Regions from separate parts of the Mus musculus genome. Here region 2 is linked to region 1. Evidence: chromatin contacts called from public HiChIP or PLAC-seq data. All regions are on one chromosome and are shown on one strand. The core of a region is the stretch at or near the end of the contact, and the rest is flanking DNA. Distances in the headings are between cores, read along the strand shown.

Evidence for each region. HiChIP or PLAC-seq counts read pairs in DNA pulled down with a chosen protein or histone mark.
Region 2: a contact with region 1 is called in an H3K4me3 HiChIP or PLAC-seq map of the SCID.adh cell line, with 5 times the contacts expected there. The contact joins two enhancer-like sites. A contact is called at or near these places in 7 of 15 datasets of contacts at CTCF or cohesin (the G1E-ER4 cell line, the NIH/3T3 cell line, embryonic stem cells and 3 more), 174 of 484 Hi-C or Micro-C datasets (the AML12 cell line, B cells, the BV-2 cell line and 79 more), 21 of 115 datasets of contacts at active chromatin or transcription factors (CD8 T cells, the SCID.adh cell line, T-cell acute lymphoblastic leukemia and 9 more) and 3 of 9 other capture datasets (adipose tissue, embryonic stem cells and liver).

What each region holds. Positions count from the first base shown.
Region 1 is chr5:108,035,757-108,042,482 of GRCm38.p6, forward strand. No RefSeq gene overlaps it. Among named protein-coding and RNA genes, the nearest start is that of Mtf2, 27 kb to the right of the region's middle. Within about 2 kb of position 2,440, at least 10 of the 459 cell types and tissues checked have an H3K27ac peak or open chromatin away from gene starts, as enhancers often do. A contact at or near this core is called in the SCID.adh cell line, where this site is marked.
Region 2 is chr5:108,151,757-108,158,482 of GRCm38.p6, forward strand. It overlaps Ccdc18 (coiled-coil domain containing 18), which reads left to right. Exons shown (of 29, transcript NM_028481.1): 7 at 4,003-4,099. It also overlaps the pseudogene Gm8190. Among named protein-coding and RNA genes, the nearest start is that of Ccdc18, 22 kb to the left of the region's middle. Within about 2 kb of position 2,390, at least 3 of the 459 cell types and tissues checked have an H3K27ac peak or open chromatin away from gene starts, as enhancers often do. A contact at or near this core is called in the SCID.adh cell line, where this site is marked.

The DNA of each region.
Region 1 (6,726 bases), core at 1,190-3,689:
GTGCTCAGAGAGCAATTAAGCATTTAAATTAGAGCCCTGTGTAAATTTAACAGCTGGTAGGTGTTGTCATTTCCAAGCTACAAACCACCTGCTTAGCAGGATCTGCATACAAACTGAAGGAAATAGACTGAGTGCCTGAGAGTAGAAGCTGAATTTGGTAATTTAGAGCATAAATTCAGATTACACCTACAGCTGGGGCACCTTTAAGGGGAGGAGTTGAAAGCCCATCCTGGTCTACACCAGGCTTTTGTCTCAAAACAACAACAAACCCCAGAGATTGTAATGAAAAACCTAGAAGCTTACATCGAAATACATGGTATCTATATAACTTGTTTCTCTTTTGTTGCTTTTGTTTTTTAGACAGGTTCTCTATGTCGCTCTGGGTGGCCTAGAACTCACAGGGATCAGTTTGTCTCTGTCTCTAGAGTGCTGAGTTTAAAGGTATTCACCACCATGCCCAACAACGTTTTTGTTGTTCTCACTTAACCAATGTTTCTAGACTTCCCCTTGGAGATGGTCATAAGGGGTAAGAAAGGGAGTTCTCAGATACTGACTGGTCTTGTGGTTGACTATGATTGACCAACTCCTCAGCTCAGTATGTATTTTTTTTTAATATTTTATTTTTAGCTAGACATAGAGGCACATACGTTTAATACCAGCACTTGGTAGGCAGAGGCAGCAGATCTCTGTGAGTTCAAGGCTATCCTGGTCTACATACAGAGTTTCAGGACAGCCAGGGCTATGTAGTAAGACCCTGTCTCAATTGGAAAAAAAAGTTTTTATTGATTTTAATTTGTAAAAAACAATTTTTATTGATATTATTTTCTGGTTTTATTTACTTATTTATTTTACTTATGAGGATGGGTGTTTTGCCTGTGTGTACGTATGCCTGTGCACAATGAGAGTGCAGTGACCTCAGTGGTCAGAAGAGGATGTCAGATCCCCTAGAACTGGAGTCACAGAAGGTTGTGAGCCACCATGTAGGGGCTGGGAATTGACCTTGGGTCCTCTGGAAGAGCATCTAGTTCTCTTAATTGATAACACATCTCTCTAGATTCCTCAGTATGATGTCTTTTCTTGTGAAGGTCAGAGGTTACTGTCAGGAGTCTTTCTCCATTACTCTCCACCTTACATTTTGAGGCAGGGTCTCTCACTGAATAGACTAGTCTTGATAGCCCAATCGTCCCAGACACCTGTCTCTAATCCCAAGCTCTAGGGTGACAGGCAGGATAAACCCTCTTTTTACATGGGTCCTGAGCACTGAGCCATCTCCCCAGCCCTCTTAAGTATTTGTTTGAAATCTTCTGTAACAAATACTGGTAGTTGTTGGAAAGGAAAAGATCAGAGAATTTGGATTAATTCTTGGTCTAGTTTACACGTGTTATTCCTATTTCTTATTAAAATTATAACTCCCCTTCACAGAAATCCTGTGTGATCTATGACTTTAGAAAAGAGTATTCTGAGGAGTTTGAAGAAATCTGGATGTCAGAATATCTAGAACTGGAGGTCTATAGTCAAGCAAGAAAGAAACAGAAATAATATCAGGGGGTCAGTGCTGTGGTAGAACCTGACTGCCAGAAATAACTTTAAGTTAACAACAAGAGCTCTGATATTTGGAAACTTAGTTTCATACGCTCTAGACAATTTCCATATGCCATCCTATTTAATCCCACCAGTCCCGAGGGACAGGTGCACACCTGCCCTTTGCAAATGGGCAAGCTGAGGTTTAGGGGTGGCTTTGCCTTTCTGTCACTCTCCCTTGGGGTGTTTACATGCTTGCCCTTCTAAATTTAATTTCCTGTTTGTCTGCACCTTCAACTAAAATTGCACTAGGATTATAACACAGAGGGAGGTTATAGCTTTATCACTAACAGCATGGTCAGTTCCTTTCACGTTAACTCATGTAACTCATGCCCTTGATTAAATAAAATGTATCAGAATTCAGATGGAAGGTGATACTTCCCACTGTGGGAACACATATGCGGGCCATACTGTGAAAAGAATTCTGCACACACATATTGTTAAAGGTCTTTTAGTTATTAGATTTATTTATTTTATCTTATCTTAGATTTATTTATTTTATCTTATGCATGCGTGTGTGCATGTGCGTGCGCATGTGTGTGTTGAGAGGAATGTGCAATGGTTAATGGACAACTTGTTAGAAGTTAGTCTTCCTTTCAACCCTGAGGGTCCTAGACTCATACTCAGCTCCTCAGGCTAGGTGGTAGGTACACTTACCTGGTGAGCCATCTCAGCTGCCCATTGTTAATGCTTTGACAAATGAGCCCGTACTCACTGTTGATGGTTTACTTGTTTGGAGTGAATTCTCCAGGGTATAGGTGTCCCCGGAGAGTTCAAGCAGCTGCCTAGATCATCAGTGCTTTGAGAAGAATAGAGGGTTTAAGTAGATAGGACTACAGCAGCAACACCAGGGACAAAGCTGGCCACCCGACCCCTGCTGGCTAGCGACGAGACTTAAGGCATGGCCTTTAGTGTGTTTATCCACTCCTAGATTGCTGTCCCTCTCAATAAAACTCAACTTAAAAATCAATTTCCCAGGCTTGGAAGAGGACTCAACAGGTGAAGACCTTTGCTCCCAAGCCTGGTGTGAGTTTGATCTCTCGGATCTACTTGGTGGAGGCAGAGGCCAATTCATGAAAGTTGATGTACACACACACACACACACACACACACACACACACACACACAGGAGAGAGACAGAGACAGAGAGACAGAGAGACAGAGACAGAGGCAGAAAAAGAGAGAGAGAATAAATGGTTTTGTTTAGTTTTTCTTTTTGTGAAGAAATTTGCTTAAATTTTGAATGTTTGAAGGAACACAAAACTAAGCCATAAAACAAATGTTTTTAAAACTTTTTTTTTTAATGTTTCATGTCTCTACTTCATTTTGCTTGTGACAGTCAGAGCTCCCGTATGTCTGTCCTACCAGGACCTTATCCATTCTATACCATAAATTGGATTCCCAATCTTATAGGTACAATTATAGAAATACAAAATGTAGGAGTTCAGGCAGGAGAAAGTCAGGGTAAGGCTCACAGGGAAGGTGATATAATTTGTGCTGGATCTTGATGACGGCATTGTAATTTGTCAGTTCAAGAAATCATTGAAAGCCGGGCATGGTGGAGCATGCCTTTAATCCTAGCACTAGGGAGGCAGAGGCAGGCGGATTTCTGAGTTCAAGGCCAGCCTAGTCAGTTCCGAGACAGCCAGGGCTACACAGAGAAACCTTGTCTTCAAACAAAACAAAACAAGAAAGAAAGAAAGAAAGAAAGAAAGAAAGAAAGAAAGAAGTCATTGAAGTGATAAAAGACCTGTTGACAGCTTTTAAGTAGATTCCCTACTTGGAGATAAAGGACTGGAATCAGAATATGTCAGTTCAATACCTATTTTTTACATTTTTCTTTTTTTTCTTTTTGGTTTTTCGAGACAGGGTTTCTCCGTGTAGCCTTGGCTGTCCTGGAACTCACTCTGTAGACCAGGCTGGCCTTGAACTCAGAAATCCTCCTGCCTCTGCCTCCCAAGTGCTGGGATTAAAGGAGTGTGTGCCACCACGCTTGGCCCAAATGAATCTTTAAAAAAAAAAAAAAAAAAAAAAAAAAAGACAGGGGTCTCATTATGTAGTTCTGTCTGGCCTAGAATTCTCTATATAGTCCAGGCTGGTTTTGAACTCACTGAGTGAGACCTGCTTGCCTCTGTCTCCCAGACCTGGAATTGAAGGTCTGCCCCACCAAGCCTGGCTTTAAGACCTAAATTTGTCATTGCTATGTGATTGTGTGATCTTAGGGATTCTCCTGTACTTAGTTTTCTAAATGAAAATGATATATATTGTGATGCCAAAAATACAGCAAAGACAGAAAGCAAAAACAAAACAAAAACAAAAACAAAAATTGTCCGGCAGTGGTGGCTCATGCCTTTAATCCCAGCACTTGGGAGGCAGAGGCAGACAGGTTTCTGAGTTTGAGGCCAGCCTGGTCTACAGAATGAGTTCCAGGACAGCCAAGGCTATACAGAGAAACCCTTTCTTGAGGAAAAAAAAATACAAAAATAAATATGAAACAAAAAGCCCCCAAGTTCTTAAATGAAATAAGAGATAATTTTTACTGGGCATAGTGACAGTGCCTTTAATCCTAGCACTTAGGAGGCAGAGACAGGTGGGTCTCTATGAGTTCAAGGTTATCCTGGTCACACAGTCATTCCCTGCCTAAAACGCTGAGAACGAGGAGGGGTGGGGGAGGGAGAGAGAGAGACAGAGAGAGTAAAAGGCAAATGGAGGCAGAAGAGAGAAACACAGAATTATTTATTCTGAAGCCAAAAATGAGTGGCCATGACCCATGAACACATATTCAAATTGCTACAAGCGCCATGTTCCAATGTAGTAAGAGTTTCATGAAGTCCTTTGTTTTGGCTTTGGATTTCTGAGACAGGGTTTCTCTGTGTAGTCTTGGCTGTTCTGGAACTCTCTCTGTAGACCAGGCTGGCCTCGAACTTATAGAGATCCACCTGTTCTTGCCTCCTGAATGCTAGGACTAAAGACATGTGCCACCGCCTCCCGGCAATTCACGAAGTCTTCTATACTAACAGACCAAAGCAAAACATAAATCAAGATGCTTTTCAGATAAGCTGGTGGAAGTATTAGGTAAGCAGGTTGCAGCAACGAGGAGAAACCTCTGCTGGAGCCTCAGATGTGATCTGATGACCTTCTTAGGGTTGGTGGAAGCAAGGGTCTATTTGTACATTCCAGAATGTTAGGTAAAAGATTGAGATAGGCTATAGATGGCTCCTGAAGCGGCTAAAATAGCACAAGATTATTTGTCTCTGGACTTGAGACATTCCAACACTTCATAGCCACCCTTTCCAATCAGTCAATCAGCCCTGTAGGAAGTTTAAGATCCTTGTGATTTTTCCCTGAAAACTTCATTTCACTCACCCCACCCTATCCTATCCCTCAGAGGATTATTAAGTGCCAAGTAGCTGGGAGTTAAGTTTGAAGTATAGAGCTAACCACTAATGCTCGTTGTTACTACGTTAGCATCTGTATCAGTCTACTGGGACTTTCATTACAGATACCACTGCCTGGCTGGCTTAAGCAACAGAAAAGTATTTTCTCAAAGTTCCTAGTCTAGAAGGCTGAGACTGAGACATTACTAAGATTCAATTCCCAGATTCCCATTTTTGTGATGTTCCTCTTCTCCATCATTCGGAAAATGGCCTCTCCTGTGTGTCTGTGTTGTAATCCTGTGCTTCTTAGAAAAACACCTGGAGTCGGGCATGGTGGCACACACCTTTAATCCCAGCACTAGGGAGGCAGAGGCAGGTGGATTTCTGAGTTGGAGGCCAGCCTGGTCTACAAAGTGAGTTCCAGGACAGCCAAGGCTACACAGAGAAACCCTGTCTCAAAAAAACATAAAAAAAACAAAAAACAAAACAAAACAAAAAAAAAACCCAAAAGACAAAAAACACCTGGGCCAGCAAGATGGTTCAGTGGGTAAGGGCACTTTGTCACTAAGTCTGATGGTGAATTAATAGGCAAGAACCAATCCCCGAAAGTTGTTCTTTGACTCTCCCACGCACAAATAAATAAATATAATTTAAGAAAAGAGCCTACCCATATGACTTTATTTTACTTTAAGCCTTTTGAAGCCTAACCAAATATAGGGGTTCTGAGAGAGTAGGGTGAAGAATTCAACATTATGTATTTTGAGGAATACATAGCATATGACATCAACATAAAATGGGTGCCACCTCAAAGACAAATATAAGATAGTTTATTCTTCAGCCAAGTGCGAGTGACCACGGCCAAGAGATGTGGATTCAAGTTATCCCCAAAAAACATGTTCCAAAAATGGTGATGGCTTAAGTTTTATAGTTACATAACAAAAAAAGTCATAAATCAATGCATTTTTAAAATACACCCCGACAAGCACGTCAGGTCGGCGGGATAAAGGGCAAGGTGGAGAGGAACCTTTATTATAGGCCTTGGATGCTATCTGTATCTGGCATTCTTAGCTTTGGGGGTGGTGGAAGCTGGGATCTGTTATGTTTAAAACATTCCAAGGGGTCTGAGGAGATGGCTCAGCGGTTAAGAGCACTGACTGTTCTTCTGGAGGTTCTGAGTTCAAATCCCAGCAACCACATGGTGGCTCACAACCATCTGTAATAGAATCTAATGCCTTCCTCTGGTGTGTCTGAAGACAGCAGTACTGTACTTACATAAAACAAACAAATAAATCTTTTTTTAAAATTCCAGAAGATTTTAAACGATAGTCAGGTAATCACAAGGATGTTAGGTTGGACAGAGGTGGCTATGAAGGGAGCTAAGGATAGTCTAAGGCAGTGTGGCTTTGGGTCTACAGGGTTTCTGTTGGCATTAGAAGCAGCTTTAAGGTCAGCCTCCTAATCCATTGTTGGTGTCAGCCCTAAGAGACAAGGACCCTCTTGTGTCTGTTGCCATGACAACCGTCACACACTCCCTGTGTACACCTCACCTGCACTATGGTGTGTGTGAGTGCATCACGGCCCAAATAAAAAGCAGAGACACCGATCCCTCACCCCTTCTTCTTCCTCTTCTCTTCCTCCCCTCCCCCAGTAAATCTTTTCTCTTCTCATGGGACTGTGTTCGTCTGGCGTGATCTATCCAGATATGAGCCACCTTCTAACACAACAGTTTCAACTCTCCACAATCATAAAGTTCTATTTTTTTTAGATT
Region 2 (6,726 bases), core at 1,140-3,639, 120 kb after region 1:
ACTGGGAACTGAACTCAGGACCTCTGGAAGAGCAGCCAGTGTGCTCTTAACTGCTGAGGCATCTCTCCAGCCCCCATAAAAACTAAAGGTTTATTTATTTAATGTATATGAATGTTATGTCTGCATATGTGTATGTGCACTACTTACATGTGGTACCTGGTACCCATGGAAGTCAAAAGAGGACATCAGATCTCCTGGAACGGGAGTTATAGGTATGAGCTGCCATGTGCATGCTGGGAACTGAAACTGGGTCTTCTGAAGAGCAATAAGTACTTTAACTGTTAATCTATGCTGTAGCCCATAACCTACATTTCTATATTTGACAATAAAACATATCTTACAGATTTATACTATGATATATGTTAGATTATAAAGAAAGTAACCTCAGATACTCAGGAGTCTGAGAAAGGAAGTCCACAAGTTCAGGTAAGTTTAGCTGAGTTTCAGAGTGAATTCACCTTCAGCCTTGACAGCCCAGGGAGCTCGTCTTTTAAAATAAAGTAATTCAAAGAGTGCTGGTGATATACCTCAGAACATCGTTAGGATGTACAGCTAGGTTCAGTCCTCAGTGCCACAAACAAACTAATACATGAATAGGCAGCATTGTCTTCAGTAGGTAAGTCTCTGCTTCATATGCACTTACCCTCCTACACACTACTGTGATCATGGAAGTTACGTTTTCACGTAAGTCCATTTGTAAGAGCATTTATACAGAAACATTTGTTATTTGTTAGGCAGTATTTTATAGTGGAAAATGTTTAGATTTGGGAGTCAGATTTTACCTCTCGTCTTTATTATCTTGGAAAACCATCTAATTTTTAAAACTTCAGCTTTTTTATCTATTAAGTTGCTATTGCCTTGGTATGCACAAGAAAAAGAAACATGTAAAATAACGTTATGTAGTAAAGTACTTACAAATTTTAATTATTATGTAAAATTTGTGGTTTAGTACCCTAAAATTCACACTCACTCAGATAATCTTTGTATTTGGGTATTTAAAGAGATAACAATATGGGAAAACCAGATTTAGAATATAACAGCTAAAAACTATAAAAGGAGAGCTGCTAGTTTCCCTCTGCAGTACTTAGATAAGAGATGGTAACTAACCCTAATTCTTTCCTTTTGTCTACTTTTCCCTTCCCTTCCTTCCCCTCCTTGCCTTCCCTTCTTTCCTTCTTTTCTTTTCTTTCTTCCTTTTGGAAGGGAAATAAATGGGGCACATACAGATGATGACACATACTTGAACTTAAAAGTAAAATTAAATAAATATTAAAAAAGGAGAAAAAACTAAAAAAAAAAAATAACAGCTTGAAGAGTTGAACATCACAAGTAAAAATGTTTATGCAGAGCCAGGCACAGTGGCACACATCTTTAATTCCAGCACTTGGAATGCAGAGGCAGGAAAATCTCTGTTCCAGGCCAGCCTGTTGTACCTATATATAGAGTTCCAGGACAGCCATGACTACATAGAGGGACACTGTCTCACAAAACCAAACCAAACCAAACCAAAAGAACCAGGTAGATTTAGTTATTATACTTTCATTTGAAATTTGTTTATAGTTAAAGAAGCTGAAAAATAGAAAGTAAAGTTCCTGAAGGGAAAGGCTGAAGACTATAAATGGAACAATTGACTTTGGGTAATAGAAGAGTTATAAGTTTCCCTGATGTGATGGTGTGATTTTAAATATTAAAAAATTAGCTGGGCGGTGATGGTGCACGCCTTTAATTCCAGCACTTGTGAGGCAGAGGCAGGCAGATTTCTGAGTTCGAGGCCAGCCTGGTCTACAAAGTGAGTTCCAGGACAGCCAGGGCTACACAGAGAAACCCTGTCTCGAAAAAAAAAAAACCCAAAATTAAAAATGTTCTTGTATGGGGATGATATTGATTTATGAAGCTTAGTGTTCTCAGGTAAGTATGAAGAAAGTCAAGCTTATTCAGGAAGTAAAAAGCAGGTTTAAACAGTGGTAGTAAATGGATTCTTATTGTTTAGTTTTGTATTAGTAAATATTACAGGTTTTTTTTTTGTTTGTTTGTTTTTTTCTGAGACAGGTCTCACTAACTCTGGATGACTTAGAACTTATTGTGTTGATGATGATGTTTTCAAACTAAAAGAGATAGGCTTGCCTTTGTCTCATGAAAGTTACTGGGTTGTTTGTTTGTTTGTTTGAAACACATGAAGCTGTTTAGTTAGGTTGATAGCAGTTTAGAACACTAGTTTGTGAGGATATGTCCTGTTTGTCAAGGAGAACTGAGGCTGCACGTAGCCCTGGAGCTGAGGAACAGCGTTGGTCTTTGGCAAACTGTGAGTTCATAGTTCTGATTAACCTTGCTCTGCACTGTAATCTCATATTTCTCCTTTTCCATTTTGAAGATCTTGCCTTCCTGGTGCCTGGGCTTGCACAGCTGGTTCTTTTCAAGTAAGAATCAGCCAGGTGTTTGGGGATTTTAACCTTGCTGATACTATCTTTTGTAGAGGTGGCAATGACAAACTTCTGCACAGAGGAACTTGGTTGAGGGCAAGAGGTCCAGTCACAGGTAGCAAGCCACTGCCCAACTGCTTCAGGAAAACCACTCTTTTTCCTCTGTGGCCCTAGCGAGGATGATCAGGACAGTCCCAGGAGTGATGCTGGCAGGCAGCCTTCTCATGTGCTGACAGAAGGGCTTTTTTGCCATGGCTCAGCAGCTTCGGAGACACATCTTTGGTAGGATAATACCTACGCATTTTTCAAAGCTTCACCACTTAGGTACCACCATTCTTGTCACCACCAACTTTTTTTGTGACAGTAGCAAGGATCTTTTTTTTTTCTTCTTTTCAACCTTGGACTTGGCAGCTGAGTATTTCCTTTTGTACAAGGGCTTTCTGGAATACATAGCAGATCGGGAGTGCCTGCCAATTCCTCTAACTAGGGCAGGGGCTGCAATGGGGCTTCCCTTTCCTGGGCTTTTTAGCTTTAGGGTTACCCTTTTTTGGCTGCACCAGTGGCTGGGGCATCAGTGGCGACAGCATTGCCACCAGCCTTCTTGGCTGGAGGTTTCTTCTCTTTTGTATTGGGCTTGGCTTTTTTGCCTGCCATCTTGAAAGATGGGAAAGAGCTTGTTTTTGGTTTTTTTTTTGTTTGTTTGTTTGTTTTGGTTTTTCAAGACAGGGTTTCTCTGTGTAGCCCTGGCTGTCCTGGAACTCACTTTGTAGACCAGGCTGGCCTCGAACTCAGAAATCTGCCTGCCTCTGCCTCCCGAGTGCTGGAATTAAAGGCGTGCGCCACCACGTCTGGCTTGTTTTTGTTTTTTTTAGTAACTTAAAAAATAACCTTTGCATGGATTATTGAATTGAGTATCTAACATTATATACTATAGATTGGTTTTATAAGACTTGTAATCTTTAGAAATTTATTGTTCAGTGTAAGGATGCTTCTCTACTGTTTTCCAGATTAGGGGATAGAATTGTATGTATGGAATGTATAGGAATGTATGTATGTTTCAAAGTTGATAAGTATTTATGTTATATTTTGTTTATGTTGTTGGAGTGAGAAAGTTATTGTAGTGAAACCAAACCCCACAGTAAAGCCTGATACTCTGTTTTGGTTTTAAAAAAATCTACTTCTATGCTAGGAAAGATGATTCACTTGGTACCCGCTAGACACTATTGCATACACATATCTGTATCTCAGCACTGGGGAGATGGAGACAGGTGGAATCTTGGAACACGTTGTCTAGCTAGTCTAGCTAAAACGATGAGCCCCTAGCACACTGTGAGACCCTGTTCCAAAAAAATGAAGTGGAGAACAATTGAGGATGAGACTTCAAGTTGACCTTTGGCCTCCAAATGCATGTCCAAACACATGGATAGGTAGGCATGTACACATATATAAAAGCATGTACACCACATGTGTCCATACATATACACGACACATACCCGTGTGCGTATCCACACGAACATAAATTTGCTTAAAGATTAATTTCTCAATGCAGAGAATTCCTTTTATTATTTCTTTTAAACGGTAGAGCTGAGCGACAAAGGAATGAAGCCCTCTATAATGCAGAAGAGCTGAGTAAGGCCTTCCAGCTGTACAAAGAAAAAGTGGCTGAAAAACTGGAAAAGGTGAGAGAAGTGTTTGTTCAAACTCAGTGTCTTGTGTTACTGTCCATAGTTAAAAGTGGATAATTCATAGAATGTTTTTTTAAAATAAGATTTATTTATTATTATATCTAAGTACACTGTAGCTGCCTTCAGATACACCAGAAGAGGGTGTCAAGTCTCATTACGGATGGTTGTGAGCCACCATGTGGTTACGGGGATTTGAACTCAGGACCTTCAGAAGGGCAGTCGGTGCTCTTAACCACTGAGCCATCTCTCCAGCCCACATAGAATGTTTTTACCTATGGAATAATAATTCTAAAGATTTTATTCATAATAAAATAACATTTTTATTTTAATTGGGAAGTGGTGGTGCACTCCGAAATCCCAGCACTCAAGAGGATCTCTTGAGTAAGCAGGTGGATCTCTGTGAGTTCAAAGCCAGCCTGCTATACAGAGCTAGTTCTAAAACAGCCAACGCTACAAAAAACCAAAACCAACCAACCAAACAAAAAAACACCCAAACCAAACAAAAACCAAAACCCTGTTTTGGAAACAAAACAAAACAAAACAACAACAACAACATCCCCAAACTTTTATTTCAAATTGATTTTTATTTTGTGTGTGTGTGTGTGTGTTTAATCATTTTAGTTTTTAAAATTACATATATATTTGGGAGGTAGGGGCTATATGCACATGAGTGTAGGTGCCCATGGAGGCCAGAAGAAAGTTTTGGATCCCCTCGTACTCAAGTTCCAGGCAACTGGGAAATGAACTTGGGTCCTCTACAATAGCAGTACCTGTTCTTAACCACTGGATTCTCTCCAGCCCTGTTTATCTTTTGAGATGACCTTTCATGAAGTTGTCCACAGTGCTTCTGCCTCAGCCTCTGAAGTAGCTGGGATTATAGCTACTTGGAACATTATGTCCAACAGAGGAAAGTTTCTAAAATATTAGTAAGGAAGATGCTTACCAATATTTTTATTATCAGAAGAAACTTTTATTGAAGGAAGAGTAAGTACAAGAAAGAGAAAATATATAGAGAGAAGGAGTAGGCGAGTAGAAGTTGGAACTAGAAAAGTAGAAGCAGGAAATTATTGGCTGTATTTAATGGTGGAAATCTTGGGCATTAACAAATTTGTGCAGAGAGGAAGGTGAAATGTACAACTGTGGACGATGATAAATAGAACAACTTCTGATGAAACTCAAGAAAAAAGAAGACCAAAGTGTTGATTCTTTGATCCTTCTTAGAAGGGGGAATAAAATACCCATGGAAGGAGTTACAGGGACAAAGTGTGGAGCAGAGACTGAAGGAGAGACCACCCAGAGACTGCCCCACCTGGGGATCCATCCCATACAATCACCAAACCCATACACTACTGTGGATACCAACAAGTGCTTCCTGACAGAAGGCTGATATAGCTGTCTCCTGAGAGGATCTGCCAGTGCCTGACAAATACAGAAGTGGATGCTCACAGCCATCCATTGGTCTGAGCACAGGGTCCCCAAAGAAGGAGCTAGAGAAAGGACCCAAGGAACTGAAGGGGTTTACAGCCCCATAGGAGGAACAACAATATGAACTAACCAGTACCCTTAGAGCTCCCAGGGACTAAACCACCAACCGAAGAGTACTTATGGCTCCAGCTGCATATGTAGCAGAGGATGGTTTTACTACTCCAACAAAGGCCAAACATCTGATAGTGCTACTCCTTGGACCAAGCATATCCAAACCATCACATATGGTGTCTTGGTTCTTTTCAGGCGCTATGACAAAACACCATCAGGCTTATGATTCCAGATGGTTAAGAGTCCATGATTGCAGAACAAAGACATGGTGCCAGAAACAGCTGAGAGCTCACATCTGGATCTATAAGCAGGAAGCAGAAAACACATTGGACATAATGGCAGTCTTTTGAAACTCCAAATCCACTCCCAGTGGCACACCTCTTTCAATAAGGCCACACTTCCCAATCCTTCCCAAACAGTTCTATCAAACACTAGCCTGTGGGAGTTAGTCTCATTTAATCCAGTGCATATGGGTTCCAGGGAAGAAACTTAGGTTGTCAGGCTTGCATTGTTAAACAGAAAGTACCCATGCCCACTGAGCTACCTTGGTTGCCACTTGTATTGCAGTTTCATTGGGAATATTTTAAATTTTCAAAAATTACATTTCTGACTAGTGAGATGGCTCATTGGTTAAGAGCGCTGACTGCTCTTCCAGAGGTCATGAGTTCAAATCTCAGAAACCACAGCCCTGGAGTGAGCAGGGGTCTGGAGCAAGTGGAGGTTGGGGGTAGGCGGGGAGTGGGGGAGCAAGAGGGAGAAAGGGAAGGGGAAAAAAAGAATGAAAAAAATTGTATTTCTGAAACACATGGATTGAATTACTTGCATGTGTAATCCCTATTTGAATTGCTTGCCTTGTTCATGTTTAACCTGAGCATTTTGCCTTCAGGTGGCATCATTCTTGCCAATCTGTTACTGGCCCTTAAGCATTTCTGAATAAATAGTAACATCTTCCTCCCTGTCTTTTGTGTATATTGTTTCTTTTTACTACAGTACCAGGGACTTAAATATAAGGAATACTTAGCCTGTTCCTGTTTCTTTCCAATATCACTACTCATAGTTTTAGCTTGAAACAATGTAAAACTTAT